Linked DNA regions of Podarcis muralis: region 1 is linked to region 2. Evidence: chromatin contacts called from public Hi-C data. All regions are on one chromosome and are shown on one strand. Each heading gives the region's core, a stretch centred on a gene start, on an enhancer-like site or on the middle of the called end of the contact. The rest is flanking DNA. Distances are from core to core; before and after follow the strand shown.

Evidence for each region. Hi-C and Micro-C count contacts between places; a contact is called where the count stands out from the background.
Region 1: a Hi-C map of tail shows a contact between it and region 2, with 4 times the contacts expected there. The contact joins the promoter of LOC114585314 here to the promoter of STAT4 in region 2. A contact is called at or near these places in 2 of 3 Hi-C or Micro-C datasets (blood and tail).

Annotation. Positions count from the first base shown.
Region 1 is chr1:120,521,384-120,526,932 of rPodMur119.hap1.1, forward strand. LOC114585314 (baculoviral IAP repeat-containing protein 5.1-like) reads right to left here and starts at 3,103. Exons shown (of 4, transcript XM_028707845.2): 1 at 2,952-3,103. The coding sequence starts at 3,089.
Region 2 is chr1:120,336,796-120,343,061 of rPodMur119.hap1.1, forward strand. It overlaps STAT4 (signal transducer and activator of transcription 4), which reads right to left and starts at 4,415. Exons shown (of 24, transcript XM_077917375.1): 1 at 3,990-4,415; 2 at 255-383. The coding sequence starts at 382.

The DNA of each region.
Region 1 (5,549 bases), core at 1,853-4,352, 180 kb after region 2:
CTGCTGCCGTATTTTAAAGGCTTGGTAGCAGGTCTTATAAAGGGACACGGGTGGCGCTGTGGGTTAAAGCCTAGGACTTTCCGATCAGAAGGTCGGAGGTTCGAATCCCCATGACGGGGTGAGCTCCTGTTGCTCGGTCCCTTCTCCTGCCCACCTAGCAGTTCAAAAGCATGTCAAAGAGCAAGCAGATAAATAGGTACCACTCCAGCGGGAAGGTAAACGGCGTTTCCGTGCGCTGCTCTGGTTCGCCAGAAGCGGCTTAGTCATGCTGGCCACATGACCTGGAAGCTGTACACCAGCTCCCTCAGCCAATAAAGCGAGATGAGCGCCGCAACCCCAGCGTCGGTCATGACTGGACCTAATGGTCAGGGGTCTCTTTACCTTTACCTTTACCTTTACCTTTAGCAGGTCTTATATTAAAGTTATGCTCCAACTTTACATCCAGCAGACCTCATTTAATGTGCAAGGTAAAGTAAAGTTCTCTAAAGGTTTTGCTCCGCTGGTTCCTTGCAAGATTTATCTACCTTACGAGAGAGTTGTGTGCTTCTTTAATTTTGCACATTCAGTAGCGTTTGTTTGCTCTTTACCAGAACCCCAAGGCATAGCTGTCAACTTTCAGATTTGAAAATAAGGGATCGGCAGCCTCACCTGTCCCGGGGACAGTCTACGGGATATCTAACAATCCAGGATAGCAGTGGGAAGCAGCGGGGAACGGCACTGGAATAAGGGAATATCCCGCAAAAAAAGGGAAGGTTGACAGCCATGCCCCAAGGTTCTTGTTTCCCCAACCTTAAGTACAGTCCCGCACATTTCCACATCCATTTGCTATTAAAAAGAAACATTCTTGTGAAAATTGATCAGTATTAGAGAGTGAATTTCTCTTAACAGACACATTATTGTTTGCAGTCTTGCCCAACATACACATTTCTGCAAAGCCATTTCCCCTAATACAGAGCATCTTCATATGATACTTTCGACAATAAAGGTATTTTTGAAGTACACACTTTTCTCCAGAGAACTGCGAATTTCAAAGGATGACTTGTTTTGATTTACATATTGTTTTAGAAAGTCAGATTAGGTAGGTTCACTTTTAAATGCAAATTGAATCATATTTTGTCCTCCTTCTCTGCTTAGCCAAGGTAGCAGAGCCAAGCGTGCAAGTCCTTTCACATAAAAATCCCCTCTTGGTCTCCTCTCCACCTCTCCCCAGCCCCTGGGATCCTTTTAGGGAAAGAAGGAAGCCTTTTTTAGTCTTTATGGTTAGACATTCGGGAGGCAGAAGTCCTTGCTAATCTACTTCAAGTCCCTGAGATCCAGCAGCAGATCCCCATTTATCTTCTGCCCACTCCTGACCTATAGGGTTTGTAATAGCTAGAAAATAAAACCTCTAGGATTTGTAATAGCTACAAGGTAAAACCACAGTATGATGCAGGATTTTGGCGTAGGCAAGCGAGCAACAGAGCGTAGCTCAAACCCTTTTCATCCTTAACCTGCAAGGATACTGTCAAAAGTGACAAGCAAAAATGCTACTGAGATGAGATAAACTCTCTTTGGGAATTTAAGGAGTTTTGCTCACTTAAAAAAAAACAAACCCTGGACCTTCTTCAAGATAGTCTCCATCCCCAAACCACTGAAAGATAGCCTCAAAGTAGAATATACCACCCAATCTCATGAATAAACCAAGACTACAAGATACTCACGTCAATCTTGGCCAACCGCCTAAAATTTTTCCTACACAAGTTAAAAGCCTCAGACCAGACTGGCTTCATCCCTGGTCGCAATATAACAGACCCCATTACTGAATCTGATTGAACACAGCAAGGCAACTAAACTCCCACTGACAATCATGTCCCTAGACATCCTCAAAGCTTTTGATTGCTTAGAGTGGTAATACCTATTAGCAGTGCTAACTAACATGAAATTTGGTCCTAACTTCTTACAAACCCTCAAATATACTCCTGAGTCTCAGCAAAATGCAGGACTAACAGTATGGACGCCAATACCATAGCAATCCAAAGAGGCACAAAACAAGAATGCCTGCTATCTCCCTTCCTATTCATCCTGACTCTGGAACCCTTAGCAACCAAATCCGAGCAGCCACAGATATCAAGGGAGTGGAAATAAAAAGCAGAACCTATAAATTAGGGCTCTTGGCAGACAACTTAATGGTCACAACACCAGACCCCATAAACACAGCAACCTCCCTAATCAGAGAACTCAACGCATTTGCAATGGTGCCGGGCCTACAGGTAGATTTTGCAAAGTCCGAGGCTATGTGCTTCAACACCCTGCCACCCTGCCCAAAAATAATTTGCAAAGATAAAACTTTGTTGCACCAAGTTCAGATACCTAGGGGTACAAATAACCAGAAACCTCAGCAAATTATACCTTCACAACTACAACCCCTTGTGATGACAGATCAACAAAGGCCTGAAGAGATGGAACAACACCAACTTCACTCTCTCAGGCAAAATAGCCATGATCAAGATGATCACCCTCCCAAAATTAACCTACCTATTCCAAACCCTCCCAGTCAGGATTCCCCCAGCCCAAATTCACAAATGGTAGAAAAAATTACTCATTTATCTTCTCACGCAAAAAAACCCCAACAACAAGAATAAGCCCCAAATACCCGCAACTCCCCTCCTCAACAGCACTTAAGAAGAGGAGTTTGGATTTGATATCCCGCCTTTCACTCCCTTTAAGAAGTCTCAAAGCGGCTAACATTCTCCTCTCCCTTCCTCCCCCACAACAAACACTCTGTGAGGTGAGTGGGACTGAGAGACTTCAGAGAAGTGTGACTGGCCCAAGGTCACCCAGCAGCTGCAGGTGGAGGAGCAGGGAATCGAACCTGGTTCCCCAGATTACGAGTCTACTGCTCTTAACCACCACACCACACTGGCTGACCTACAAAAGCTGGTTTTCTTATTTGATTGATTAAGTAGACCTACACTTTCAGGAGTACACTTGCAGTTCTCTTTAAAAGGCCAGCATGCAAAGCTGCTCAAGCGATTCTCATAATAATGCATGCTTCTATATTCAAGCAAGCACTTGGAGTTTGAGTTGACTTTGTGCAGCACAGTCTCCATTTCTGTGACTCCTTAGCAGCGCTCCCCTGTCACGACTTACCTCTTTATATATAAGGCACTGCAAGAAGCTGACTTGATTGGTCTCCCCTGTCAACATCAACGTAAACGAGCGAGGGGGAGCCCCACCCCAAAGCAATCTGCAGTTGTCGAAAAAGGAAAACTGTGGCAAAAAATTTTAAAGAGATAGCCCAGCAGCCGAGCCCTGTTTGGTTTGTTCTGCTCAAATACTTTATTAAAAATATTTTTACTCTGCTTTTCAGCCAAAAGAAAAGGCTCCTGCAGTGACTTAGCATGATCAATAATAAGCTTATGCTTACAATAACACACACACACAACACAAAAGGAAAAATGGCTTGCTGGGAGAAGGGGAAAAAAAACCCCTCAGGCACTAGTTTTCAGTTACAAGGTTTCTGTAAGTTTTCTTTCTGGCATGAAGGGAGAAAGCCAGCTCACTACAACTGTCCTTTCTTTGGCTGATTAGTCCAACCATTGAAGGCAGCCCTGTTTAGGGAAGTTTTTAATGCCCGATGTTTTATCGTGTTTTTAATTTTCTGTCGGGAGCCGTCCAAACAGGCACTTGGAGTTTGAGTTGCTCTCGCCCAGGGAAGTCTCCATTTAAGAATCCAATTCTGTGACTTCTTAGCAACCTTTCCCTGACATGACTTATATTTAAAATCATATAGATATGATTCTATTCTGTGAACCACCCTGAGACTCCCAAGTATGGGGCGGTATATGAATTCAATAAAATAAAATAAAATAAAGATAAACATGAGTGCATTGGGATAGGGTGTGGCAAAGGTGATGATAGTAGGATCTTGTCTCCTAATTTTCGTTACTTGCACAATCTTCTATCTAGCTCAACTGGTAGAGAATGAGGCTCTTAATCTCAGGGTGATGTGTTTGAGCCCCATGTTGGGCAAAATATATTTTCATTGCAGTGGGTTGATCTAGATGACCTTTGTGGTCCCTTCCAACTCCACAACTCTACGGTTCCTGGTCAAGTTCCTACATAGATTGTTCTCGTTATGAAGATTCAGGAGTGTTAGGTTGTCCTGTGGTTCTGAAAAGAAATTGTATCTGGGATTTTATTGAGCTGTGTTTGAGAAATGCTTATTAAAGGTGTGCCTTCCCTTTAGCCATTCATTTGCTTCCCTCTGGTGTTGAAATGTACGTATTGCTCTATAACAGCCTTCCAGGATGAGGATCCTGCAGGTGTTGCTGAATTACAGCTCTTCCCATTCCTGAATTTTGGCCATGCTGCCTAGGACTGAAGGGTGCAGAAGTTTTAACAGCATTTGGAGGGCCACAGGTACTCCACCCCCCATTCATGCAACTGTGAGTAATAATACAAAAGGGACAAATACAACCACAATGTATGACTTCTTAGCAAATTCTAGTTACAGGTAGGTAGCCGCGTTGGTCTGCCGTAGTCGAAACAAAATAAAAAAAATTCCTTCCAGTAGCACCTTAAAGGTAAAGGTAAAGGGACCCCTGACCATTAGGTCCAGTTGCGGGCGACTCTGGGGTTGCGGCGCTCATCTCGCTTTACTGGCAAAGGGAGCCGGCATACAGATTCCGGGTCATGTGGCCAGCATGACTAAGCTGCTTCTGGCGAACCAGAGCAGCGCACAGAAAAGCCGTTTACCTTCCGGACGGAGCGGTACCTATTTATCTACTTGCACTGTGCTTTCAAACTGCTAGGTTGGCAAGAGCAGGGACCGACGGGAGCTCACCCCGTCGCGGGGATTCGAACTGCCAACCTTCTGATCGGCAAGTCCTAGGCTCTGTGGTTTAACCCACAGTGCCACCCGCGTCCCTAGGAGCACCTTAGAGACCAACTAAGTTTGTTATTGGTGTGAGCTTTCGTGTATCTGAAGCAGTGTGGACGCACACGAAAGCTCATACCAATAACAAACTTAATTGGTCTTTAAGGTGCTACTGGAAGGAATTTATTTTTATTTTCTTAGCAAATTGGAATAGTTAGGTGGCCAAAGGCAAATGTAGAGATTCTTATTTTTTTAGGAAGTTCTTCTTCTTCTTTTTTAACAAAATATTTTTATTGAACAATTTCAACATAACAAATTATCAGTTAGGAAGTTCTTCAAATAGATTGCTCCTGTTCTATTCCTGTCTCGGCTCCTAGGCCAGGACCCGCCCCCCCCCCACGCCCGATTGTTTATTCAATTTGCTATATCTTTCGTTGCCACATGAAGCCTATGATAAGAGAGAAAATGGCCAGGCCACAATGGACCTCCCTCCCCCACCCAAAAAACCCCCTCCCCCCTCCGCTACTTACTTTCTTTGGTGGCACTTTCCACCAAGCTCCCAGACAGTGGGGAACAGTGGATTGTGGCACTTTTGTATGTGTTTTTTTAATAAATATTTTTATTACATTTTACATAATAAATTTAATTTCAACATATCTTTTTTAAAAATAATCTTTATCAGTTTCCCACA
Region 2 (6,266 bases), core at 3,165-5,664:
AAAATAAACAGAGAACAAATGTGGTAAGTGGCACAAAGCTGCTTTATATTAAAGGCAATATTTTATCAGAATAATAAAAAGTTCTCTATATATTCCTAAGCTTACGCTTTTTATTGGAATTTATATCTGCACACAGCAATAACTATGCACCCAATATCCTGCCTGTACATAAAAGTTTCCTAAAATTCAAGCTTTATAAGGGAGATAAATTCATTTTTTTAAAAAAAATGTAGACAAAGAACATTTGATCTTACCAGTCCTGGTTTTCAATCCATTGTGCTAGCAGATGTCGGACTTCCATGGGAAATTTGTCATCATAAATCTGGTCTATCTGCTCCAGGAATTTTGCTTCTAACTGCTGGACTTGATTCCACTGAGACATACTACAAAGAATAATGCTTGTTTTGATGAGATATTAAACATTATCATGCAGGAGTGTATAAGAACATATGCAGAACCCACCAAATTGGGCCAATGACCCGTCTAGTCCAGCATCCTATTCTCACAGTGGCCTATGAGAAGACTTCAAGTAGGACATTGAGTGCAAGAGAACTCTGCCCACCTTCAATTTCCAGAAACTGGTACTAAGGCATATTCTCTTTGATAGTGGAGGTAGAATATATATGATACTCTTTCCTCCAGATTGCACTTGCTGCTTCAAGGTGAATAACCTTTTGCAAAATGATCACACATTTGTAGTGTGCAGCCTGCACAAATTTTGCCCAGGTTTTACTTTTATTTTGAAAATAAACATTTTTCTTTTCAAATACCAACTTGCTTTTATTTTACATAATAATAAACATGCATATGACGTATAATATATTTGACATGTTCAAAATCAGAACTATTCAGGATTTATAGTTGTCAGAATACTGTATACTGTTTTACCATTCACTTTGTGTTGTTTGGGAGATGCATTTTGATAGATCTCCTTGATATTCTGTGGCCTTTCAATGATGGTTGCTTGTTTTCACACTATGAGTGTGATGGGTGCAACTTATGTTGGGGCATAACTTGTGTTGTCGTTTCCAAAGAAGAGTAACAAATTCCTTTACATCTGCTCAATCACTCTTCAGTAACTACAGCTGGACAATGTTATGAACAGTGCTTTTAAAAGAACTTTAGGATTTATTCTTAGATGTTTGAGAAGCAGAGAGTATTGCCTTCTGTGTGGGCTGGGAACACAAACTTTTGGAGATATTCAATTTTGTAAGGCACAGCAGAGTTTGTTTATTTATTTATAGATTTGGGAAACTAGTAGGTATTTGACTCTTATCACCAAACAAGATGGAAAAGTCCACTTATGCAAAGAAACAAATAAATGAAGATGAATGCACCACAATACCCACCAAGTATTAAAATTGAGTCTGGGCATAGAGGGTTTGCAAAGGAAATATGATTCTACAGCTTCTTGTTTCAATTCTTCTTTGGGGAAAAAAAGATATTTGAGCAACTCAGTGTTGCGCTACTCCCAGGTTAAGTGCCCCCTCATCTACACTGGAAAATACAGGTATAGCACATTTACAAATGAGTCAGTTGCCTTTGACAATGATGAATAATAAACCCCCACCCCTGGCAAATGCTGACTTGTTTGTTTTCTGTTAAACCCAGGCAATGGAAAAACACAAGCAATGTGTATGTCATCAAGAACCATTTGGTTTCAAAAGAGGAAACTTGCTCCCAATGAGGAGAGTGGTGAAAAGAAAGTTGAAAAACAAAGTCAAGACGACCAAATCACTTCAAAATGCTTGGGAGACATTTAAAAACACAATAATAGAAACTAGAGTTTCAACTAGTCAACTGGAGCTTATACTGGAGATGGGACACGGGTGGCACTGTGGTCTAAACCACTGTGCCTCTTGGGCTTGCCGACTGGAAGGTCAGCAGTTCGAATCCCAGCGACAGAGGGTGCTCCTGTTGCTCTGCTCCAGCTCCTGCCAAACTAGCAGTCTGAAAGCACGCCAGTGCAAGTAGATAAATAGGTACTGCTGTGGCGGGAAGGTAAACGGCGTTTCCGTGCATTCTGGTTTCTGTCACGGTTTCTGCCAGAAACAGTTTAGTTATGCTGGCCACATGACTCAGAAAGCTGTCTATGGACGAATGGCGGCTCCCTTGGCTTGAAGTGAGATGAGTGTCGCAGCCGCCCATAGTCGCCTTTTACTGAACTTAACTGTATAGTCATACCTCGGGTTACAGACGCTTCAGGTTGCGTTTTTTCGGGTTACGGACGCGCCGAAACCGGAAGTACTGGAACGGGTTACTTCCAGGTTTCGGTGTTTGCGCATGCGCAGAAGCACTAAAATCACACTTTGCACATGCGCAGAAGTGCCGAATCGCAACCTGCGCGTGCGCAGATGCGCCGCTGCGGGTTGTGAACGTGCATCCCGCACGGATCACATTCGAAACCTGAGCGTCCACTGTGTAGGGGTCCTTTACCTTTCTATATATATTGGAGATGCATCATGAGAGCAAAAAGATGCCAGCATAATGCAAGCAGACAGTAAGGTAAAGGTAAAGGTACCCCTGCCTGTATGGGCCAGTCTTGCCAGACTCTAGGGTTGTGCGCTCATCTCACTCAAGAGGCTGGGAGCCAGCGCTGTCCGGAGACGCTTCCGGGTCACGTGGCCAGCGTGACAAGCTGCATCTGGCGAGCCAGCGCAGCGCACTGAACGCTGTTTACCTTCCCGCTGGTAAGCGGTCCCTATTTATCTGCTTGCCCCCGGGAGTGCTTTCGAACTGCTAGGTTGGCAGGCGCTGGGACCGAGCAACGGGAGCGCACCCCGCCGCGGGGATTCGAACCGCCGACCATGTGATCGGCAAGTCCTAAGCGCTGAGGCTTTTACCCACAGCGCCACCCGCGTCCCTGCAAGCAGACAGTAAGCGATGCTAAAAAAGAATTTGAGGAGCACATTGCTGATGACATTAAGTTTTTAAGAATCTATTAGTAGTTGCAGACCATCTAGGCAGGCGTTTGGATGACAAAGGAATCAAAGGTGTGCTAAAGGAGGATAAGAAGTTTGTGGAGAAACTGAAGGAATTCTTTGCAACTCTCTTCAGAAAAGAATATGTAGGACAGAAGGGGAATCTGAGGATTATGTTCCTGCCCTGATTGACAAAATAACTAATGAGAAATCACCCGATCTGGGTGGCATCCACGCAACAGATTTCAAAGAACTCAGTTGTGGAATTGCTTATATTTTAACAAAAAATATGTAACTTGTTCTTCAGATCTGCCTCCATACATGAGGACTGGAAAGTAGCCAATGTAACACCTTAAAAACAAAAACGTAACCAATGGGGGATCCTGGAAATGACAAGCCAGTTATCTTAATATCTTCCTGGGATGGGGAAACTGGTGGAAAGTATTGTTAAGGATAAAAGCATCAAGCTTATACAGGCTTGCTGAAGCACAGCTTCTGCAAGGGCAAGTCCTGTTCACAAATTTAGGTGAGTTATTGGCAAGTGTCAACAAGTCTGCAGATAGAGGTGATATCCTGTTGATATATATTTTGGACTTTCTCAAAGCTTCTGACAAGGTACCTCATACAAGTAAGCTTAGAGGTAATGGAATAAGAGGCAAGGTCCTCTTGTGGATTGGTTAAGTAAAAGGAAGCAGAGGGTAGGAATAAAAGGGACAGTTTTCCAGCTTAGTCGGGACAGCCTCCCTCCCAAATACTTTCCTCAAGTCGGCCACCCATAGCTACCATTCCCACCTTCACACGAACTACAGTTCCCTGGAGGCGGGTGAGGAGTGGGGGGGGGGGGGAGAGAAATAACATGCTTTAACGGTGTTAAAATTAAATAATAAAACGTGGCGGGGGGTTGGGGGGCCCACATGCTGCTCCGCCTCAGGCCAAAAAAAAAAGGGGGGGGGGAGAAAAAGCGAAGTTCTGAGGTGAATTTTGCCCGCTTCTCGGCGTCTTCCCGCCTTTCCTCTCCCGGCTCTCCCCCCCCCCCCCTTCTCTTCCTCGCGCGCCTTCTTGACTCACCTGCCTCAGGGGCTGCAGAAGCCGAGAGAAGAGGGGCTTCGGCGCCTGGCGATAGAGCGAGAAGGGGCGTCCAGGGGGTGGCTGGGCGGGCTCTCCGGGCTCCTGGGCGTCAGGGGAGCGGACGGGACGGGGTGTGGGTGTGTGTGGTGCGTGTTTGTGTAAAAGAAATAAAAAATGCGGTCGGAAAAACGGGGAGTTCCCTGTCAGCCGCGGAGCCTCTGCTGAGGCCGAAGTGTTCTGGGCTGAGGATGTGTTTCTCTTCAGTCTCTCTCTCTCTCTCTTTTCTCCTTCCGCTCTGTTCTCTGTCACAGAATATTCAGCCATAGAATATTATTATTATTATTATTATTATTATTATTATTATTATTATTATTATTATTATTATTATTATATCTCTCTTTTCTCCTTCCACTCTGTTCTCTGTCACAGAATATTCAGCCATAGAATACTACTACTACTATTAATAATAATAATAATAATAATAATAATAATAATAGTATTCTATGGCTGAATATTCTGTGACAGAGAACAGAGTGGAAGGAGAAAAGAGAGATATAATAATAATAATAATAATAGTATTCTATGGCTGAATATTCTGTGACAGAGAACAGAGCGGAAGGAGAAAAGAGACAGAAAGAGAGACTGAAGAGAATCAATAATAATAATAATAGTAATAATAATAATAATAATAATGGTATTCTGTGGCTGAATATTCTATGACAGAGAACAGAGCAGAAAGGCGAAAAGAGAGAGAGATAATAATAATAATAATAATAATAATAATAATAATAATAATAATAATATTGATTCTCTTCAGTCTCTCTCTCTTTTCTCCTTTCCACTGTGTTCTCTGTCATAGAATATTCAGCCATAGAATACCATTATTATTATTACTATCATTATTATTTGGATTCATATACCGCCCTATGCCCAGAGGTCTCAGGGCGGTTCACAGAATGTAAAACCCAAATATAAAACCACAAAAATCACGTAATCAAAATAAAACAACAACCCAATCACCCCCACCCTTCAAAAAGCACATTAATATATTTGTGCCCCGCCATAACCCCTGACGGGTACGGGGGGGGGGGGGAGGAGGCAGCTGTCCCTCCAAATCAATAAAAACCAATAAAAAATATATTAAACACAGGTTTTGCCTCCCTCACGCAGACATTATAATTAATTAATTAAATTGGTTTACCGCCCTATACCTGGAGGTCTCAGGGCAGTTCACAGAACATAAAATCAATATGTAAAACCACAAAAAAAAAACAACCACCCAGTAACCACCCCCAAAAAACCCCACTTTATTTTATTTGTGCCCTGCCATTTCCCCTGAAAGGGGCATAGGGGGGCAGCTGCCCCTCCAAATCAATTAAAAAAACTAATGGAGCTTTTGCCCCCCCCTAACATTATAATCAATCAATTAATTAAATTGGTCTACCGTCCTATACCTGCAGGTCTCAGGGCGGTTTGCAGGATAAAAGCACAATACAGAAACCACAAAATAAAAACCCAAACAACCCAATTACCCCCTTCCCACCCGACATTTTAAAAGGACATTGGATGATAACCAACCAAAGAGCACCACTCCGATTCCTGAAGAACAGAGAAAGTGGGATGGAGAAAGCGCTCTCAAAAATGTATAGGGAATGCTCTTGAACCCTGTATTCATGAGGGTTACGTAAAATGCTTAATGTGTAGAATGCTGTTGAGCATTGAAAGTACTTCACATTCATTAAGGTAAAGGGACCAGTGACCATTAGGTCCAGTCGCGGCCGACTTTGGGGTTGCGGCGCTCATCTCGCTTTCTTGGCCGAGGGAGCCGGCGTACAGCTTCCGGGTCATGTGGCCAGCATGACTAAGCTACTTCTGGCGAAACCAGAGCAGTGCACGGAAATGCACTTCCCGCCAGAGTGGTACCTATTTATCTACTTGCACTTTGACGTGCTTTCGAACTGCTAGGTTCTGCAGGAGCAGGGACAGAGCAACGGGAGCTCACCCCGTCACGGGGATTCGAACCGCTGACCTTCTGATCAGCAAGTCCTAGGCTCTGTGGTTTAACCCACACCGCTACCCGCGTCCCTACTTTATATTCATTACCTAGCTGCAATCCTTACAACAGCCCCATATTATTCTCCCCCCTATTGCAGACAGGGTGGGAAGCCTGCGGCTTGCTTAAGGCCCCCTAGTGATTTCATGGCAGACTCATTTGACCAGAGGCTTTTGTGGAAACAGCTTAGCCACTATGCGACTATGCTCTGATCAGAAATCGCA